Regions from separate parts of the Anser cygnoides genome. Here region 2 is linked to region 1. Evidence: chromatin contacts called from public Hi-C data. All regions are on one chromosome and are shown on one strand. Each heading gives the region's core, a stretch centred on a gene start, on an enhancer-like site or on the middle of the called end of the contact. The rest is flanking DNA. Distances are from core to core; before and after follow the strand shown.

What was found. A called contact is a pair of places that touch in the nucleus more often than the background predicts.
Region 2: a contact with region 1 is called in a Hi-C map of granulosa cells, with 1.7 times the contacts expected there. The contact joins the enhancer-like site here to the promoter of LECT2 in region 1. A contact is called at or near these places in 3 of 7 Hi-C or Micro-C datasets (granulosa cells and liver).

What each region holds. Positions count from the first base shown.
Region 1 is chr14:3,823,499-3,829,407 of Taihu_goose_T2T_genome, reverse strand. It overlaps LECT2 (leukocyte cell derived chemotaxin 2), which reads left to right and starts at 4,345. Exons shown (of 4, transcript XM_013175706.3): 1 at 4,345-4,505; 2 at 5,711-5,807. The coding sequence starts at 4,460.
Region 2 is chr14:3,887,742-3,894,288 of Taihu_goose_T2T_genome, reverse strand. The region is part of intron 1 of SMAD5 (SMAD family member 5); the gene reads right to left. Among named protein-coding and RNA genes, the nearest start is that of SMAD5, 18 kb to the right of the region's middle. Within about 2 kb of position 2,453, at least 1 of the 3 cell types and tissues checked has open chromatin away from gene starts, as enhancers often do.

The sequences.
Region 1 (5,909 bases), core at 3,096-5,595:
AAGGAAAAGCAAAGCGACTTTTCCATTTCTGCCCACGGAGTCACTGCCTGCAAGCTCCTGTTAGCAGCAGCAGCCAGCTCAACCCTTCCCATCAGGTAAAGGGCACTTCCCTGGGGGAGGCAGGGGACTCAGGCTGTGCTGCACAGCCCTTCCTCAGCACGTAGGCAGGGCATGCAAAGATGCAAAATTAAAAAAAAAAATGATTGTAGGGGACCTGTTATTCCCAGTCCCAGAGGGCAGGTGGGCATCCCCGTGAACATCAGCACTGGGACCAGGTTTCCCTTCATCGGAGGTGGAGAGCTGGAAAATACCAGAGAGCTGAGACAGTGCTTTGTGGGGTTGGATTGAGCAAAACAAGGAAGAATGCAAAAAAAATATATATATATATGTATATTATATACACACACCCACTCTTCTATCTCTACACACAGGCACAGAAAGATGCAGGGAGATGAGGGAGGGCTGCTCGGCAGCGCTGCAGTCTCCTGTTTGCCATCAGAGGGCAGAGGCAGCCCCAGCAGCTGCCCATAGCCCCCCATGAGCTGCCTTCCCTGGTCCTCCCTCCATTTCCTCTCCTAGCCCCGCCAAGGAGATCTCTTGCCCAACATTTTTGGGAGGAAAAAATAATAATAATAAACCCAGGACGCTCCCAGTGTCATCAGTAAGATGAGAGCAGAGGTGATGGAGAAGGGGCAGAGGGCAAGCATCCCCCTGGGGACACAGGGAGCCTGGGGACGATGACCTGATGTCTTTCTGGGGGTCAGACAGCTGTGAGGGATCCAGCACTTTTAAAGCTTTCAGGGGCTAAATAAAGGCCCAGCACAAATCCTCACGAAGGGCAGGCTGCAGAACAGCTGGAGGCAGCCTGCTGGAAGCCCGCAAAGCTCCAGAGACTCCAGAAAGGAGCAAGGTTTCATGGGGGCACCCGACCTTCGGTTGCTGGCGTTAACCAACAAGAAACCACCATGCGTTTCCACAGATTGAAGCAAGGCTTCTTGAGGAACCGCAACACCCCTCTCTTCCACAGGCTGAATGTTTCTAAACTGTTTCCCACAAAACTCTGCAATAAAGTCTCTCTAAATTACACTCATTAGTTAACTTGGGTTTCATTACCATCCTTTCCCTCAGTGCCCATTACGCCAGCTGCATGGTGCATTTCAGGAATCCGCTACACGTTGGAAACAAAAATGTTTCCCTAAGAAAAAAAGAGGCTTTTTGGTGACAAGATAATTCTTATTTCTTTAAAGGTCCCAGGGCTCTATCAGAGACAGGAGGCAGATGAAATGACTGCTTCTGGACACCAGAGTGCTCTCTGGCATGCCCTGTTATTCCAATGTCTTTGTTTGCTAAACAGAATTAACAGAAGCAGTAAGTTATCATCATGGACAGCTTTCTAACTCAATCCCTCTTTCCTGTCCTCAGGAGTCCCTGGGAAACTCAGGAGACACCCAGCAAGGGGAAGAGCAGAGCTGACGGGGGCACGCAGCTCAGCACCCCTCGGGCAGCTCACACGCAGCATCCTCCTCCACCAAAAATAAAAGGGAAAAAGCCACTGATAACAAACATCTGCAGTTCCATGCCTTGGGGCTTACTTCCCTCAATTCCACATTAGAAATTCAGCTGCAATAGCGCCAAAAAAAATGGATGTTTAGGTAAGTCTGACACCTAGGTAACCAAGGTGCCCTCTCGTCATTACTGCAATCTGCCTCTACCCTAGGATTTAATTGTACTTTGATCTGAAAGTCTTTCAAACATATTTAGGTGTTTCAAGATGTAATAACTGATAACCAGAAGAAAAAGGAAGGCTCCTGTCTGTTAGTTTGATATGCTGAGTAACTCCTGTAAAGCAAAACCCAGTGTGCTTGTGTTAAACCCTCCAAATTGCAGGTTTTAGGGGAGAGGAACTAAGAGCATTTTTAGTATAAGCTAGTTGGGCTGAGAACTCCTATCCTTCAGAGCATCACCGACAAACTCAGTCATGCCTTGGTACTTGGTAAAGCAGAAATAAAATTATTACAGCTATTTGCATGCCTTCCACAAGGGAAAAAAAACCCTCATCTTGCTAAATGAGGGGCTGAGTCAAACACTTCCTCCTTAATGAAAAGTTTATTAGATCCCAGCAGGGCTACAGCTTTGGAAATTGCTTTTAGTGCATTTGATGAGTTTTGGGGACTAAGATTTAATGTTGCTGCCATTTAAATTTGATCTTACTTGAATTACACATGATTTGATTGTGCTCAGTTGCATGGGAGCAGATCACCGCTTTGCTACTGATCCTCTCCCCTGCAGGAGAGGCCACCAGCCACTACCCAGCCACCCACCTCACCTGCTTCTCAGCAGCTCCCAGCACTACAGGAGATGAGGAAAAGCCTCACTCACCTGCCACAGGGACTCCTGAATCCTTCCTCCTTCCCCCAGGGAGCTCCTCAGAGCCCCCACAAGCACAACCCCCAGCCCTGCTCCCCCTCTCCTTGCTTTAATTCTTTCACACACCTGCAAGCAATGCAAAATTAACTGCCAACTGCTGCCACTTTTCTGGCTGATTTTATGCAAAATAATAACAGCAATAATAATAATAATAATAAACTTTGGCTACAGCTAGCAAGAAGCAAAACATGAAGAAACTGGCAGCTATTATGCAGTGCTTCAGTCTTCGCAGCGTTGCTCACACAGAGCAAGGCTGCAGTTCCCACCAAAGGCAGTGCTGCAAACGCACGCAAGTCAAGCGAGGCATCAGCTGCTCTTGCACAGCTCACGCCAAACCCAAGTTAGTCATTCTTTACCTCTCTGATCCTTATCTGAGGGAATAACAAAAAATGTCAGCAAATAATTCAGTCTTTGCCGTGTTTAATTCACTCAGTTAGCTCTGCTGAAACTTTCTAACTCAGCAAAACCAAAACAAAGCCGAAGGGTCTCACAGAGGGGCACGGGGGGCCTGCCTTGCAGACCACAGCAGTCTCCCTGGCAGCACGGCAGCAGTTTATTAAAAGACCCTGGAGGAACAAATATCCCACCCGGGAATCCAGGTTTCCAAAAAGCTCTGTGTGCAAACTGCGTGAAACAAGGGCAGATGCCTGTTTTGTAAGGTCTACGTGCCCAGGCACCGGTGGGCCCCCTACCAGACGGTAGGTGCAGGAGCCAGCTGCTGCGGCTGCTGCCTTCTGACTGCAGGGCAATGCCAGCAATGGAGCAGGTCAATGGCCAAGAGGGCTCGGGGTTGTGTTTGGAGAAGCTGGTGGGTTCCCCCGCCATGTCTCACCATGGTACGCTTCCTCTGTTGTACTATACTGAGCGTGCAACGTGAAACCAAGGGGGCTGAAAAAGGGTTTGTTATCCCTCAGGATATTTATTAGCAAGAGAATATGGAGGGAAAGCTGGTTTTTAGCTTCTGGAAAAATGCACAACATTGCTTCAGTCATTCTTTTCTCCTCTTTGACGTTGATTGGTAAGTTGCTAACAAAATTATAAATTAACAATCTGAATTTAAGGTAATACAAGTTTATCTGACATGGTTGAGGTATGACCACATCTCAGCATTCGGGCTGAGAGCCAGCCCTGACCCACAGCCACGTCCAACCTGGGCACGGGGTTGTTTCTGCACAGAGAAACCAAAGAGCACGCACCGGGCAGCCAGAGAGCCACACAGATAACAACTTCCAGCTCCTGGCTATAAACCAGGCATCCCACTCCCTCCGTTCCCAGAAACAACTCTGGAGCTGGCCTTGTTCATGCTCCGCTGCTCCCTTCTCCTTCCGTTTCCCGTAAATTTGCTCAGCCACGATATCACAGGGTCCTGCACTTTGTCCGTTCAGGAACAGTGAAGGTTGTAAACATCGCCCACGCCGTTAGCGCTGCAGGTTTGTCATCATGGACAAAGCAATATCTGGGATGCATTAACGAAGGAATGGGGATCGGGGGTCCCGTCTCATGGGCTGCCTGACCAGAGCTGGGACACACAGAGTTTTTTCTGCATAAGGCACGGAGCTGTGCCCACCTGCCTGAATTTCCTTCCAAGCCACGGTGGGACGGCAAAGGTATATATATTTTTTATATATTTTTTATATTCGAGTTCTTTTCCCCCTTTCCACCCGTGGCATCTTGCTAAACATCAGGATTGGGCAACAGGCAGGAACAGAGAGAACTAGTTACAAACTGTCTTTAATGTTTGGTTTTAAAATTCTTCTTTTTTGTTGTAAACAAAAGCAAACAAGAACACACAGCTGGTGTTGCTAAACGGGCTGGAGCCTGCACACACCGATCAGCCAGGCTGGGGGTGCAGCCCATGGGCTGCTGGCAACTCTTGCTGCTGGCCCCAATCTGCAAGCAAAAAAGCTGATGTCATGTAAATTTTCTGATTGGCTGGAAAAATCGGGATACAGCCTCTGTTGGGATGTATAAATAGAAAGCAAAGTGGTTTGGACCTTTTGCTGTGAAAGCAGAGCTCTCGAGGTACATCAAGATGCACGGAGTCACAGCAGTCATCCTGCTGATTGCCATCTCCAGTGGTAAGTTAGCTCAATTGCTGTAAACGCATTTTCTTCTTCTTCTCTCACACTCTCTCTCTTTTCTTTCTTTTTTTTTTGTTTTTGTTTGTTTCTTTATGAAGTCTAGGAGCTGATTTATTCTGTGCCATTTTTTGCTTTTGAAAATCACTTGTCTCACACTGCATTGAAACCTACATCGAAAAATCCATTTTAGTTATGGTAGAGAGTTGTAGTAAAATTTTGTAGGAGAACTAACACTGCTTGAATAGAACAGAGTCAGCTGAGGCGCACCCATCGCTAACAGCACGCATTTTTTCTTAAAAGCCTTTAACTCAAAGGTCAGCCTGCTGAGCACAGGGTGTTCCCAGAGGTGTTTGTGCATTTAAAGTCATCACCTTTGCTTCTATAAAGAATACTTGATTAGTTAAAATAAATGAAGAGCACCTAGAACAAAGGGCTGCTTAGCTTGAGGAAGGCATCAGAGGTTTCCTGCACCTTTTAACACCAGTCCTTCGGCGTATAATTTCCCCATTTGTGTATGCTCCCCGATGCCAGCAGGGCTGGTGCCTGCGAGGTGTTGATGCACACAAACAAACCCCAGCCCGCTGCTTTTTTGCTATACCGGCCCTGTTCTCCAGCCCCAAAGAGCTTCACTTGGGCACCCCGTGTGCTTTGGTGGGGGAGGCTGGGGCCCTTCGAGGCTTACAGAAGGTAAAGGAGGGCGCCCCTGTCCCCCCGTTTCCCCTACAAAGCTCTTCCTCTCTCAGGTGAGGCTGGGGCTGTGTTATCAGCAGGGGTTTGGCTGTGGGTGACGACAGCGAAAGCTGGATCCGTTCTCCATCACCTGGGTGGTTGGACTGGGTATTGAAGGTTTTTTCTGGCTTAGGTGGTTCTGCGACTCTGTAACTGTTTGTTCTGCATCTTTGCCTTGAAGTCACTGCTGCAAGTACCCTCAAGTGTCATTGCACAGAGCATAAAACAAAGATATCTCACAGCATCCCTAAAATTAACTTCCATTAAAAGATAACAAATTATCTGGTTCCACGAACCTGAGCCACGCTTACAACAAAGTCCAAAGGGACTTTACTGTTAATTTCAACAGACTTTCAACCAGGCCTTTAGATTTTCAGAGCTCTGCGTGGCACTTAGCAATAGCAGGCGTTAAACAACATGGGTGGGGAAATCTCCTTGCTAGCTGCTGCCTTTCACCTTCTCTTCTCTTCTAGTTGCCGCAGGCCAATGGGGGAAAATCTGCGCAGGTCAACCCTCCAACAAAATCCGAGGCTGTGACAACCACGGCTGCGGCCGCTACGACGCCCCCAGGTCCGGGCCACGAAGACAGGACAGCACTTGAAGCTTTCTTAATAAAAATAAGCACAAAATAGGGGTGGGGGGAGCGGGGTGGGGTGGAGGAGCTTTGAGATT
Region 2 (6,547 bases), core at 1,204-3,703, 67 kb before region 1:
CAGCACAATGAACATAGGTAACGGCTCTGAGATCTGAAACTGCTTCACACCATCACAAGAACAGACGCTCCTTTTATGCAGCTTCTCTCAAATCACCTTTTCTCAGCCAGCTTAGGATCTGCACACACACTCCCTCTCTTTAGCTAATTGAAAATTAACCTGCGGTGTCTTTTTGCTTCAAAGCACATGATTGACAAAGCACGGATGAGTTGTACGGTGATAATTACTTTCAGCATATCCAAGTGAAACTCTCAATGGAGAAATAGAGGTTGGAGGAGGGACTAAATTCACAGCTATTTTTTTCCATCCAGTTTCAATGAAATATATTTCAGGACATGTGCCAGAGACCCCAGATATCTTAACATAGGTCCCACAGTGAGGCTGCAATGGAGCCCAGCTTTCCCATGGCCCAGGCAGCATCCAACCTGTTGGACTCCACTTTCTCCCTACAGCACTCCTGAGATGCTGATGTCCTCTGGCTGCAGAGGAGACAACAGCTTGCAAGTCTCTCGATACTAGCTCGCTCTCTGTCCCTCCGTTGAAAGGAAAGCCTCCCTACCACAAAGGGCCACCCCAGCCCTCCAGCACCCCAAAGCCATCCCATCACATGGAGCAGTGATGTGGACAGCCTGCGGGGAGTCAAACAGCACAGCTGCTTGTTTAGTGAGGGGCTAACCCTTGCAGCCAAGGTCAGGCACGATGAGGCTGCAACCACAGGTCACGTCAAATGTGCCGTGAGCCGGCACCAGCAGCTGCTGAACAATAACTGTTTTCACTTTTAGCCACCCAGGCTGCCCTTCAGCTTGCACTGCAGAAGACAATAGCCCGACCCCGGCTCAGCCGGGCCCTCCCTGAAGAATCAAAACCAATGCTTTCACCCAAAGGAAGACTACTTTTTTTTTTCCTCTAGGTTTTGACTATATTATTGAAAAACAAAAAAAATTTCTACCCAGTTCTTGCATCAGAAAAAGTGTGAGACAAGCCTCAGATTTATTTTTCTAAACCTGATTTTGCAGGAACATTATGTAAGCAGAAGTTTTTCATCTCCCATGACTATATTTAACTAATATTTAACGCCTATTTTGACTTTGCCACATACACCCAGATACAAATGCAACATTTGTTTATGGAAGGGGAAAACACTTATTATTTTACGTTTCTCCTCAGTGCAGATTTACAAGAAGAAAAGAAGAAAGAAAATCCCTTCTATTGGTGCAAACCCCGAGCCTGGGCACATTTTTGCACTTTCCCCCACTGTCGCCCGGTGACTTCTTGCACTTTCCCCACCTCGGCGCGAAACACAAAGCAAAGCTTAAACACGAAGCGAAGCTTTCATCGCAAGGCTCGGGTTTGCGTTGTTACCAGCAGGGCTATTTATATTCCCTGGAACAATAGCTGACCTTGGCCCAGCTCGAGCCCTTGGATACCCTGGGCTCGCATTGTCCCGCAGCATTCCCACCCAGCCGCCTGCGGCCGCCTTCCCTCCCCAGAGCTGCCAAGCCCTTGGGTGCAGGGTGGGGACGCGGCAGGCACCATAAACAAGGCGAGGCTCCACGCTCAAGGCTCGAAGCCCAAAGGCGAGGAGAGGTGCTGCTTTCTCCATCCTCCTGCAAGCGCGGAGGAAAGGTCACCGCTTCCCCAGTGACCTCTGCCACGAGATAGTTTGCTTCGCTAGCAGCGATCGCTTCTCGGAAACACAAAGCAAACCGTTCTCCCTAGCGGCTGGCTTCCTTTCTTTCTGGAAAGAAAGGAAAGGGCCCGGCGGAGCCCCCCGGTGCTGTACCCGGGCGTGCTCCTGCCGGCCAGCCGGGGCCCCCCGCCCGCAGCCCGGCAGCGAGGGCGCTGCTCGGGGCTGTGGCTGCGGAGGGGCCGCCAGAGGGACCTCGCGACCAGCGCTGGGACAGCCGAGCCCAGCAGTGCCCCAGCACCCCCGCAATGCCGCAGGACCCCCGGCACAAGGGGCAAGGCCGGGGGGCGAAGCAGGGTCCCCCCCGTCGCCAGCCCGACGCGGAGGCGCAGCGGAGGGGATGCGCTCCTGCGCCTCCATCCCGGGCGTCGCGCTCCTCTTCTGCCCGCTGCAGGGCACGCTTTGAATTCACAGCTTACAGCCAGGCAGGGGGCACCTTTCATCCCCCACAGCAACATTTTTGAGTAGGAATAATTCCTTCTGAATTTGGGATCTCCCCCGAGAACGAAATCAAATCAATATACGCGTATAAAAGCGTTTGAGAAACTGGGATCCCTGTCTCCGGGTAAAACCATTTCATTCTGGAAACTCCCGAAACACACCTGGGAGGACAGGCAGGTACCTGCCCGTGCCATCAGCCCCTTCCTGGGCAGATCCGGGGCTGCACAGCCCAACTGGACTTTATCAGAGCAGCTATTTAAGGCTGAATAATTTCCTCCTCCCTCTTCTAACAGCATCTTCAGCTGGCATAGGGCCCGGGGGCAGGAGGAACCTGCCAAGGAAGTAGTTCTGAGTTGCAGCAGCTCTGCTGGGAGATTTTAATTTCTCTCTAGCATGACTCTGAGTATAAATAAGGTCCAACAACAATTAGATTAGAGGTTAGATTGCCTCCCAAAGCCCCAAGAGAGCAGCAAGAATAACAGGGAGAGGATACAGAGCTGCCTGGTAGGCAGCTCATGCCAGCACACACCTGCAGCAGACCCCAGCCAACACCACAAACAAAATCCATCGGGTCACGTAACAGCAGGACACATCCCAGTAGTGCCCAGAGCAGCCCCCACTTCTTTGGGTTCATGGAAAGAGCTGAGGCAGCTCTGTCCGTGCTGCACAACCCCCCTTTTTTTTTTTCCTACCTCTGGGAAAGCCTCAGATGCATGCTGTTAGTCCAGGGCAGGAGCGCTAGTCTCCAGCATGTCCTATGGCACCTCAGTTGGAAACAGCTGGTTAGGCAGCACTCAGGTCTTGTGCAGAGCATTAATTTAGAGTTTAATAGCAAAAACGTAGGCATAAGAATTTTATTATTACTTTTACTTTTTGTTTGTTTGTTTTATGACTTATTCTTTCAGATCAAAGATGCTAAAACCTTGGGAATGAAACCACCATGAGGAGCAAGAACTTTCCCTTGGAGTAGGCAGTGGAAGCAGAGAGGCTCCGTTCTTGAGCTGGTTTTGGTGTTGTTGTTTGAACCACAACGCCATGGTGATAGCCGTGAGAAAACCTCCTACAGTTTGGACACAGATCCTACTGACTTAAGCAATTTCAAGGATACCCAGTGCATTTTTGAGGCTTGGAATGACTGTGCGTGGCTGTGTTGAAAGTTTGTTCCTTTGTTGAAGCAGGTTCATCCCATGTGCCCGCTGGACCGCAGCCACCCCCTGCTCCCACGGCCGTGCCCCACGGCCTCTCCTGCTACGCCTGCTGGGAGGTTGGGTGGACTCTTTCTGTACGTCACTCCCAATTTACCCCTGCACTTCCAGCCTCTTCTTTCCATTCACATTTTAAATTTTAACTTTTAATCCCCTTCTGCTGAGTCTGAACATTGTTTTTAGAGATGCCTCCCACCAGTCCTTTCCTCTGCCCCCGTGCTGCTGCGGACCAGGGCTGCCCCCCCCAGAAGCCCTTCCCAAAAGTTGCATTTTCCTTTTTGTCCTGAAAGTTCAGATGGAGAATCCGACCCAATTCAGTTTGTAAGTCATATCTCCATATATTTTTATTACGCTTTTCCTCCATTTATTTCGGTTGGAAAGATATGCCTGAGAGCAAAACCAAACACCTAAGGCCACCACAAATACTTCATCCCAACAATATAGTCCTGATGACACACTGACCTACCCCATTCTTGCCTCACATACCCCCTCACACATTTCTGCACACATTATGATGCCTGCTTCTCCGGTAAGCCTCAGGTTTAGGCGGTGTTCTTGTATGCTTGGGAAAACTATTCCCATATTATTTAATAGATTCCATCAGTTGCTTTTTTGCACACCCCTGATCACACCACACTTCAAACATGCTCTGAAAAAGCCATGAATCAGCTGTTGATATTTATTTTTATATGAGCAATTTCATTGTGGAACAGTTTTCAATGATGCTGTGCTGCCTTCAGCTCGGCTTAACCCCCTGCTCCCACCAAGGAGGAGGCAGCTATGCACATGCACCTCTCCACCTGGTTATCATTAAACATTGTGCTGACAACTGAAATCTTTAGTAATTACATGACAAAACTCCAACCTCAAAATCCTCCTGCAGCTTCCACAAACATCTCCCACTTCTTTTCATGAGGCAGCAAGGCCCAAAGCGAGTGGGGAAACAATGCCTGCGAGCTAAATCACCAGCGCTCTGAATTATGTGCAGATTAATTCTCGTATTGATGTTAAGGGGGTTTCCTTTCTTGATATGATCATTTCCTTTAACTGCTGAACTTGGAAGGGAGCCGTCCCCTTTGCCATTGTGCAGGGCTGAGCCACACTGGCCTCCCCAGCCATGTGCCTGTGTGCGTGCAGGGGCTGCCGGTGCCCCCGGGGCCTCTCCTGCCCTCCGGGAACCAGCACGCCCCATCCCCGCCAATTCCCTGCCCTTCTTCCATAGGACACTCAAGTCTTTTGCTGTTAGGTTTTAGTTTCCCTTCTCTCAGGCAAAGAGCAGCTCCGTGGCCTTGCCCGTGACCTCGGAACACCCCGTCCTTTCCTGAGCTGCCCTTGTTGCTTGTTCCAGACTCGTGCTCCTTCTCTCCCTGGTGCCATCCACAGGCTCTGGGTCCCTCTCCAACAGCAGAGCTTTTGCAGCAGCCTCCAGACAGCACCTCACCAACATCTGCTTTACCCGTTTTCTCAGGGCCTGAGACATGGCCTCAGCACAAAGCAGAGTTTCGTCATTAGCAGGAGCTACAATGCTCTAAAAATTACACAGCCGCCTCATCGCGCTGCTGCTGATTAATGCACCGCAGCCGTGGTGGAAACAATTTTTGTTTAAAATAAAAAAAAGAGCTACAGAGGGAAAAATACTCCCTATGGCCAAGTTGAACTCTCACTGAAATTCCCGTAACTCTCTCCTCTGGCTCCAGGGGGAACTGGACCAGATGCTCTCCAGGCCTACAAATAGATGAGATTTCTGTACAAGTCATCTATATATACACAGTCAATTCTAGCTCCTTTCTCCTCTGAGTCTTTTGTCTCATAAACAGCAGTAATGTGAGGAACGCTGTCCTCCCGTCACCTCAGTCCCTTAATGCCATAAACCCAGATTCCTGTACATGGTGGCAACCGCGGACTGCCACGTACGAAGCATCACCTCCTGACTTCATTGCAGCATGGATTCGCGTTTTTCTCCGTGTCAGTTTTTGCTTACAGGCATCAGTTCTGCAGCACTTGGAGACAGCCATTACCTGCCACCTGGGTGAGCAGGAAAGAGAGCAGTAGCTACACCAGCACCTTTGTAGAGCCATGCATCAGGAAGCCATTAACCACCATTAACCAGTACTTTCTGTAGCTAGAGAGCTTCAGAATGTTTAAAGAGAGGTAAGCAGCCTTATCTGCTAAAAGGATTTAAGCAAATTGAGGTCAAAAGAGCTCTTCGAGAACAACCAGAAAAGCAAGCAGACATGGGAAGTCTTCCAGATCCACCCTCATCGGCCTGACCAAAACACACCGCAAGTCCATTTCAGGGAATTTAGGAGCATCCAATGTGTTTTAAGAGGAGATTGCTGAAGACACTGGCAGAGAGAAGAAATGCAGTAATGACAGAGAAGCTTTAAGAAGCAATGAAACCTCCCTCACACCACATGTCTGAAACAGAGGAACAAACAAAAGCTGTAATTACTAGAAGGAAACATTCCCAGAGCCAACGGTTATCTAATTAAAATAAAGACGGATATATACAGGATGGACCTGAGGACAAGCAGCCAAGTCCATGTCCCCAGACTGCCCCCCTATAAACAACACTTTCTGCCAGAAACCAGGCTTTCTGGTGTCTCACAGCCAGAACCTAAACCACACCACACCAAGGCTTTTAGCAGCCACATCCCTCCCCTCCCCAGGGCCTCGGTAGGACTGATGACTCCAAAGACTCACAGACCCTATGCAAGACGGGATGCTGCCATGGTCATGACTAGTGACACCTCGAGGCAGTGTGATAGAATCACATTCTGAAGAGGAAAAAGATTAAAAAAACACCAAAACAAAAAAAAAACCACCTTCACCTGCTTAGTATACATTTTTCCTTTTGGAGGGAGGAAAGTTGGGTTCAGATGGCCACCTCCCACAACTGAAACACATACACTGGCCCTTAGGACCTGTCCAAGCCTCATTGACTGCATCACACTACATTACTTGGTGTGGTTGGCCAACAGTAATCTTAGGTGGTGTTTAATTCTCACATTGTCTACAGCCAGAAGCTTAGCATTAAGGTCAGAGATGGTCATAAAGTGCTGGCTTCACACAACCAAAATGGGGCACAATAGCTTGCTACTGCCTTCCAGGATCATCTTCCCAACGCATCCCAGTGCCCTTCTCATTTCTTGGTATTAGAAATTAAATTGTCCTCACTCTGAAAGATGAGAGCACAGATTTTATGGTCTCTGTA